Linked DNA regions of Rattus norvegicus: all the other regions are linked to region 3. The links are chromatin contacts, called in public Hi-C maps. All regions are on one chromosome and are shown on one strand. The core of a region is the stretch at or near the end of the contact, and the rest is flanking DNA. Distances in the headings are between cores, read along the strand shown.

The links. Hi-C and Micro-C count contacts between places; a contact is called where the count stands out from the background.
Region 1: a contact with region 3 is called in a Hi-C map of liver, with 2.5 times the contacts expected there. The contact joins the enhancer-like site here to the promoter of Nob1 in region 3.
Region 2: a contact with region 3 is called in a Hi-C map of Schwann cells, with 5 times the contacts expected there. The contact joins the promoter of Terf2 here to the promoter of Nob1 in region 3. A contact is called at or near these places in 3 of 12 Hi-C or Micro-C datasets (Schwann cells, frontal cortex and mammary epithelial cells).

The regions. Positions count from the first base shown.
Region 1 is chr19:51,936,063-51,938,762 of GRCr8, reverse strand. No RefSeq gene overlaps it. Among named protein-coding and RNA genes, the nearest start is that of Terf2, 22 kb to the right of the region's middle. Within about 2 kb of position 1,327, at least 7 of the 93 cell types and tissues checked have an H3K27ac peak or open chromatin away from gene starts, as enhancers often do. A contact at or near this core is called in liver, where this site is marked.
Region 2 is chr19:51,914,073-51,916,772 of GRCr8, reverse strand. Terf2 (telomeric repeat binding factor 2) reads left to right here and starts at 1,325. Exons shown (of 10, transcript NM_001108448.1): 1 at 1,325-1,614; 2 at 1,709-1,804. The coding sequence starts at 1,362.
Region 3 is chr19:52,243,641-52,246,533 of GRCr8, reverse strand. Nob1 (NIN1 (RPN12) binding protein 1 homolog) reads left to right here and starts at 1,533. Exons shown (of 9, transcript NM_199086.1): 1 at 1,533-1,603; 2 at 1,699-1,831. The coding sequence starts at 1,541.

The sequences.
Region 1 (2,700 bases), core at 78-2,577, 310 kb after region 3:
GACAATAAAAAGTCTCAAAAACAAAATAAGAGTGTCAGTTTGTCAGTATCTTCAAAATAACTTCTGTTGGTATTCTGTTGATCATGGTGGGCAGAACCTAGGAGAATTTTCTTTTCCATGATGGATCCCAGGCTTGTAACACACTAGATAGGTAGCCTGTCTCTGAGGGCAACTCCAGCTCAGTGCTGAGTCTTCCTCTCCAGGAACCCAGGGCCCTCTCCTATGATCTTACTATAATTACTACTTGGAGAAGTTCTTTTTCAGTTCTCCCCGATGTTATGCATGGATAATCATGGCATGTGTAAACACAGTTTGATTTCTTCCTTCGTCTATGTACCCTATACTTTCTTTTACCTCAACAAAGTTTTTAAATAACAATTGATTTTTTTCCCCTCAGTTGCAGTTGACAGATTTTTTTTTCTCGTGCTAATTTATGATGGAAAGTTGAAGAAATAGACTTTGGACTAAATACCTGAGAATGGCTCCCAAAATACTGTGGTACCAGCTGACGGTGTTGTCTCCATCCAGAAGCTTCAGAACCGCTAAGCTGTGTCAGACTCCTGATCCCAGAATACCATTGCTCTGCCTCCCTCGGTGCCAACAAAACAGGTGCCTCCCGCCCTCCTTCTCCCTCTACACATGGAAGGGAAACATAAATAGAGCCATCACTTCGAGAGTCATGGGGAAGGTGGCCTCTGCAGCCCAAAAAGTCAGCCACCAAGGAATTGTACTTGGAATAGATTTAGAGCAACCCGGTGTAAAGCAACCTGCCAGGTGCCACTTCTGGATGCATGCCTGATGTTATTTCATTCCTACAAGAATACAAGGAGGAAGGACTATAATTATCCTCCACTGACAGATGAGAACGCCAAGAACACAATGGGATGGTGGTTTGGGCTTTATTGTGCTTTGGGAAGGTAAAAGAAACCTGTTCTTCCACTCTTGGAGAAGCTGAGGTAGAAGACAAGAGCCGACAAGAAGGAAGAACTATTTCCAAGGTGACAGGGGACAGGAGAATGAATCCGAGAACTCCCAAGGGTGCATGCCAGACAGATTCCAGAGCCCCTGCTTGCTTCATAAAGCCATACTACCCAAAATGGAAAGAACCAGAATTAACGTCCAGGCAACACAGTCTTAAGGCTCCTTCCCAGGTCATATCTCTACTACCTCTTTGCATCTGTAGCACAGAACAGAGTGGAAGGGTGAAAGGTCAGCAGGGAAGGTTTCCAGGGGCAGTGAGTTCGCAGCAGGTTCTAGAGTTGGACTGTAGGCTTGTGTATGCCTGGCAGGCCAAAGAGGGTTTCAGATGAAAGAATTCACAGGCCCTCGTGCCAAGCCTGACTCTGAAGGACACCGGACACTGTAACGTTTCAAAGCAGTGCCCTTGACTGAGAATAAAGAAGGTGAGCCAGTGTTTGGGAGAAAACAGTAAACAAGCTGGCAAGAACAGGAAATGCTTACAGAATAAGGTCACGTGCGGCCCCTCCTGTACTTAAAGTTTTATGACGGTTTTAGTTCGGAGCTGAGGAGATGCCCCAGTGGATGAAACTGCTTGCCCAAGAAGCCAGGGAAAGCCGGAGGCAGTAGTGCCCCTCTAGGCACGCCTACAACCATATGCAGGTGAAGAGCAGAGGAGTCCCTCAGCGCCAGCCAGAAAGCCAGAGGCTGACACCTGGGCTCCTCTAAACAGTGTGCACAAATAAATGCTCAGGAGCTCACACAGGAGCAAGGGACTAAGAAGAAACAATCAGTATATCGTCAAGTGGATTGGTAGTTAAGATGGCTCTTACAGAGGACCAGAGTTCTGTTCCCAGTACCTACAATTCTACAGTTCCGGCAGTTCACAGGCATGTGTAACTCTGGATCTGACACCTCTTCTGGTCTTTCACTCACATACATACATGGTATACACTCATACAAACGCACGTATGTACAAAGAAATAAAAACAGACCTCTTTCCCTTTTTTAAATGAGTACAGTGTGTAATTAAATTCATTTTGGACCAGCATGAGATCTCAGAGAACACACCACAGCAATGGTATACCAGTATTCAGATGATTCTTGGGCCTGCCTGTCTTAACTATCTCATCCTGGGTCCATTCTGGATGCCCAGGTCTCCTGCACAGAGACCTAGCCCAAGTTCCTGTGTGACCTTGGAAACTGAGGCTCCTTTACAGTGTCAGTTTTTCCTGAAGATATCCCAGTACAATCAAATTATAGTTACAGGGCTGGCTGTGGTGTTTTACACCTGTAACCCTAGCACTCAGTAGGCTGAGGCAGGATGGACACAAGTTCAAGGCCTGCCTAGGTTTTAGAGAGAGCTCAAGGCTCCCCTGGACAACTTAGTGATATCTTGTCTCAAAAAAAAAAATAGAAAATATAAATCAAAAGAGCTGGGGATGTAGCTTAATAATAGAGCACTTGCCTTGCATGTAATGGACCCTGAGTTCTGTTCCTATTACCTGTTCTCACACACACACACACACACACACACACACACATGCACACATGCACACACTTGTACACATCCATACATACACCCATATAAACACACATACACACGTGCACACACATATATACACTCACACACACTTGCACACACAGACACATACATACACATACGTACACACAGAGAAGATAGTATTATGATTTTTTTTAGCCATCTATAAGAACATTGCTGTTGAAGTATGAAGGAAGCTG
Region 2 (2,700 bases), core at 76-2,575, 330 kb after region 3:
ATAAATAAATAATTCTAAAAAAGGAGGAGGAGGAGGAGGAGGAGGAGGAGGAGGAGGAGGAGGAGGAGGAGGAAGAGGTTCAGTGGGTAAAGAGGCTTGCCAAAGACGAAACCAGATGACTTTGATTTTAATCCCTCAGACCCACATAATGAAAGGCAAGAACCAACTTCTAAAAGTTATCCTTGGGGGGTTGGGGATTTAGCTCAGTGGTAGAGCGCTTGCCTAGGAAGCGCAAGGCCCTGGGTTCGGTCCCCAGCTCCGAAAAAAAGAACCAAAAAAAAAAAAAAAAGTTATCCTTGGATATCCATGTACACACACACACAGACATACTCACATACACACAAATCTGTTGAACTCTTACAAGCTGAATCCTGGGCTACAGGAACCAGAAACAGTAATTCAGCTCATTTTAATACAATCCCCACGATGTACCTCTATTATGTACACTTGACAGAAAGGGGCACAGGTACACAAATGGGGAAGTAACTTCCACAAGGTTTACACAATAACAAGCAGAACTGTCAGGATGTGAAGGCAGATAGTTTAGCTCCCGATAAGAAAGGCCAACAGGCTGGGATCACCAAACAGCTTTGATTGCCACAGTTAGGACTGCTTCAGAGAGTGGCTCCAAAGCCTTGTTGCACTTGGACTCTGAAGTGAGTTCAAAACTAGCCTGGGCAACTTTGCAGGACCTGTCTTAGAATAAATTTTTAATGGGGGTGGGGGGTGGAGGGTCGAGGGTCGGGATGAGGGGAGAGTGCACGGTTGATAAGTGCTTGCACTAGAATGGTTAGGTCCTGAGCTAATTCCCAGAACAAACCCATGTTTTGTTTTTTTAAAAAGTCTGGTCAAGTTGGCACTATCTCCTTTAATATCAGTACTACAAAACAGAGGCCAAGTTCAAACTCTATGTCTTGAGTTCCAAGCCAAGCAGGACTACACAGTGAGACTCTGTCTCAAAACAAAGTAACTTTTTTCCTATTGTACTGCTTTTCACAATTTGCGAAATGTCTAACACTATGCATGCGTTTATTTTTCGTATTCTTTACAGGGTCCCAAGTAAGGAGCGTAGTCTTTAAAATAGCGCACCTGGCTGGGCTGTCTGGACTCCAATCCCCAGCAAGCATAGCAGCAGACAAAACGGGAACTACGGATGCCAAGGAGGTGGGTGGACCGACCCCCCCCCCCACCTCGGTCCTTTCCCTCCCAGAAGCCCGCGGGCGGCTTGGAAACTCGTCGGTATCATGGCTGCGGGAGCCGGAACAGCGGGCCCTGCTTCCGGCCCGGGCGTTGTGCGTGACCCGATGGCGTCACAGCCAAGGAAACGGCCCGGCGGGGAGGGCGCTCGGCGGTCGAACACGATGGCGGGAGGAGGCGGGAGCAGCGACAACGGCGGGAGGGCGGCGAACCGGCGAGCATCGCGCAGCGGCGGGAGGGCTCGACGGGGGCGGCACGAGCCGGGGCTGGGAGGCGCGGCAGAGCGGGGCGCGGGGGAAGCTCGTCTGGAGGAGGCGGTCAACCGCTGGGTGCTCAAGTTCTACTTCCACGAGGCGCTGCGGGCCTTTCGGAGTAGCCGGTACCGGGACTTCAGGCAGATCCGGGACATCATGCAGGGTGAGGGCTGGCTCGGGCCGCGGGGAGGACAGGGTCTGTGGGGGCATGACTTGGGGTCCGGGGCTCGCAGAGCCAACCATGTCTTCTTTCCCAGCGTTGCTTGTCAGGCCCTTGGGGAAGGAGCATACGGTGTCCCGGTTGCTGCGGGTTATGCAGTGTCTATCGCGCATTGAAGAAGGAGAAAATTTAGGTATGGCTATTCTTTGTGTTCTTTTCTGGGCTTACTTACGTAGGGTTTTGTTATTTTCAAACTTGACATCCGGAACTGAAAGATTCCGGGTTAAAGTGCGCTACTGTTTCCACCGCGGAGGGCTTTTTCATTCAAAGGTGGTTGAATTCTCTAATTCTACTTTTCTCCAGTTAAAGTTCCTTGGCTGGTTTTATGTGTTTTTGTTGTTGTTGTTGTTGTTATTTTATTTTCTCCCACCTGTTAATTGTACACCCGTTTTTGTTGCTAGAAGTAAGTTACATCAATAAGGACATACCTTTCTCCCTTTTCCTCTGCATAGTAAAGTGTGAAACACCCCACACACACACACACACATACACAAGTTGAATTTGGCAGCTCTTTAACAAACTGCCTTCATTGTTGGCCACTTGTATCTGAGAAAGATGTGCTATTCTGGATTTTGAAGTCAAATGTATACGTTATAATTGAGCTGCGTCAAAAAGAATTGAAAGGTAGTCACTTGAAATACGTTGAAGCCCATGTAGTGTAGTGGCCAGCCTGGCCTACAGAGAGAGTTCCAGGACAGCCAAGGCTACACAGAGAAACCCTGTCTCGAAAACAAACAAAAAAGAAATATGTTGATTTGAGTTTGGACCATATATCAAGTACTAAATAAATGCAAATTTTACTGAGTTTGTATGGTCCTTTTGTATTATTATTCACTGATGGTTTTCTGATTTGTTTTCAAATGACAGAATCTTTCTACATAGCCTTAGCTGTCGAACTCACTGTATAGACCAGGTCGGCCTCTGCCCTTTGCCTCCTGAGTGCTGAGATTAGATGCCTGGCTTGCATGATTCTTTATACAAGTGGGTCTTATGGTGTTTGCATGCTTTCATTGATAGCTGTGCACACTT
Region 3 (2,893 bases), core at 284-2,783:
TATATATATATGGACCACATGTGGGTCAGGCTCTGAATGGCCATTCCTTAAGTCACTGCTCTAAACTTTGCTTCCCTATCCCCTCCTATGGATATTTTCCCCCTTTTAAGAAGGAGTGGGAGCATCCACATTTTGGTCATCCTTCTTCTTGAGCTTCCTGTGGTCTATGGATTGCATCTTGGGTAATTTGAGCTTTTTGGCTAATATCCACTTATCAATGAGCGCATACCAAGTGTGTTTTTCTGTGATTGAGTAACCTCACTCAGGATGATATTTTCTAGTTTATTCCATTTGCCTATGAATTTCATGAAGTCATTGTTTTTGATAGCTGAGTAGTACTCCATTGTGTAGATGTACCACATTTTTTTAATCCATTCCTCCATCGAAGGGCATCTGGGTTCTTTCCAGCTTCTAGTTATTATAAACAAGGCTGCTATGAACATAGTGGAGCATGTGTCTTTGTTGTATGTTGGAGCATCTTTTGGGTATATGCCCAGGAGAGATATAGCTGGGTCCTCAGGTAGTGGAATGTCCAATTTTCTGAGGAACCTCCAGACTGATTTCCAGAGTGGTTGAACCAGACTGCAATTCCACCAACAATGGAGGAGTGTTCCTCTTTCTCCACATCCTTGCCAGCATCTGCTGTCACCTGAACTTTTGATCTTAGCCATTTTGACTGGCGTGTGGTGGAATCTCAGGGTTGTTTTGATTTGCATTTCCCTGATGACTAAGGATGTTGAACATTTCTTTAGGTGCTTTCTGGCCATTCGATAATCCTCAGCTGAGAATGTTTTGTTTAGCTCTGTACCCCATTTTTTAATAGGGTTATTTGGTTCTCTGGAGTCTAATTTCTTGAGTTCTTTGTATATTTTGGATATTAGCTCTCTATCACATGTAGGATTGGTAAAGATCTTTTCCCAATCTGTTGGTTGCCATTTTGTCCTAATGACAGTGTCTTTTGCTTTACAAAAGATTTGCAGTTTTATGAGGTCCCATTTGTTGATTCTTGATCTTAGAGCATAAGCCATTGGTGTTTTGTTCAGGAAAATTTCCCCAGTGCCCCTGTGTTCGAGACTCTTCCCCACTTTTTCTTCTATTAGTTTGAGTGTATCTGGTTTGATGTGGAGGTAACACAATGGATTTTAAAGAGTGGTTTCAGGTCAGCTCGGAGGTTATCTGGCCAAGTCAGCTTGGCTTCCTTGCTTGTAAAATCGAACGCACCTTACTGATTTATATGATAGATTCTCTTTCTAGCTACTGACTTTCAACCATGTGCATATCTACGGGTTTTTCTTTTAAAAGTAAAGAAAACTCTATTAATTCCGAGGCAGATTACTTAAGAATTCTCTCAAATTTAATCACGCACATAGCTCCTGGCAGGGCAAGTGGCACACATAGTCCTGAAGGGGTGGTTTGTGGCCGCTAGGGGGAGCCGCGAAATCGCAGCAGCTGTTCCTCTCCAGTCCGGGAGGAGTGCGGTGCAAACCTAGGGAACAGCGCAAGCGCCATACGCATGCGCGGTCTGTCCTTGGCAGCCAACATGGCGCCTGTGGAGCACGTTGTGGCTGACGCCGGAGCTTTCTTGAGGGATGCGCCTCTACAGGTACTAGAGATTCCGCCACGGGATCTGGGCACGAGACCCTCTAGGGGTGCGTGTGGGGTCAAGCGAGTGGGATAACTAGGCCGGTCTGTCCACAGGACATCGGAAAAAACATCTACACCATCCGGGAGGTGGTGAGAGAGATTCGCGACAAGGCCACACGCAGGCGGCTGGCAGTGCTGCCCTACGAGCTGCGGTTCAAGGAACCCTTCCCGGAGTACGTGAGGCTAGGTGAGTGTCCTGGCGCAGCCTTGGCAGGGACGCCGGGCCCGAGTGGAGACAGTCCTGCCCTGGTACCAGTCAACATTGGTTTTAGAGACAGTCACTTCAGCCTGGCTTTAATAAACGTGTGCGCCAGCGTTTATCACACAGGCTTTAAGCTTTACCGTAAAACGAGACTAGAAATGGTATCTACCACATCTCCGGCAGTACTGTAGGCCATACGAAAATGGAATGGTGTCTAGCAAATTGGAAACATGAAGTAAAGTTGTGTAGACTAGTAAGATTCAGTGAGAGAGCGCTTGCCAGGTATACAGAAGGCTCTGAGTGTGGCCCCCGTCCTGCCAAAAAACTGAAGAGATTTAAAAATAAAAACCGTAGATCTGTAGTCCTTTGTTTATTGGGTGATTATAGTTTCCAATAGAGAGGCAGCCTCAAGTAAGAAAAAGTCATGCAGGCTAGCCCAGTGCTGTAGTCTCAGCTCTGGGGAGACAGAGGTTTCAGGGTCATGGGTCCCAGGCCAGCCTGAATTAGATAGTGAGACTCTGTCATATTAAAAATAAAGGGGGAGGGGGGGTTGGGTCCAATGTGATGTCACATGTTTTTAGTCCAAGCCATCCGGAGGCAGAGGTTCCAAGCAAGCCAGGGCTACATAGTGAGACCTCATCTCAAAAATAAATTTTAAAAAGAAGAAAAAGGGACCTGTTTAGGTCTTGCAGTAGTTCTGAAAGAAAACTAGTGGCTTGGGGATCATCATCCTCTTCAGGAATCCAGGTTAGCAGGAGTAGAAGTAGCAAGTGGTGGACTTGGCTGTGGTCCACTTTGCCAATTTGTGGTTTCTGTAGCTTTTCCTACCAACTTGACAGTTATAGGATCTCTGTCAGGCAGCTTCAGCTTCCCAAAATACAAGTAATACCTCATAAGATATGGTTGAGAGGAAATAGGTCAACATGGTGCACATAACCTACGTGCTAACAAAACACTCAAATGCATAAACAAAAACTTTGACCTAGAACTCTATAGGCCAGGCTGTCCTCAGATTCAACCATCTGCTTCTGCCTCTCCAGTGCTGGG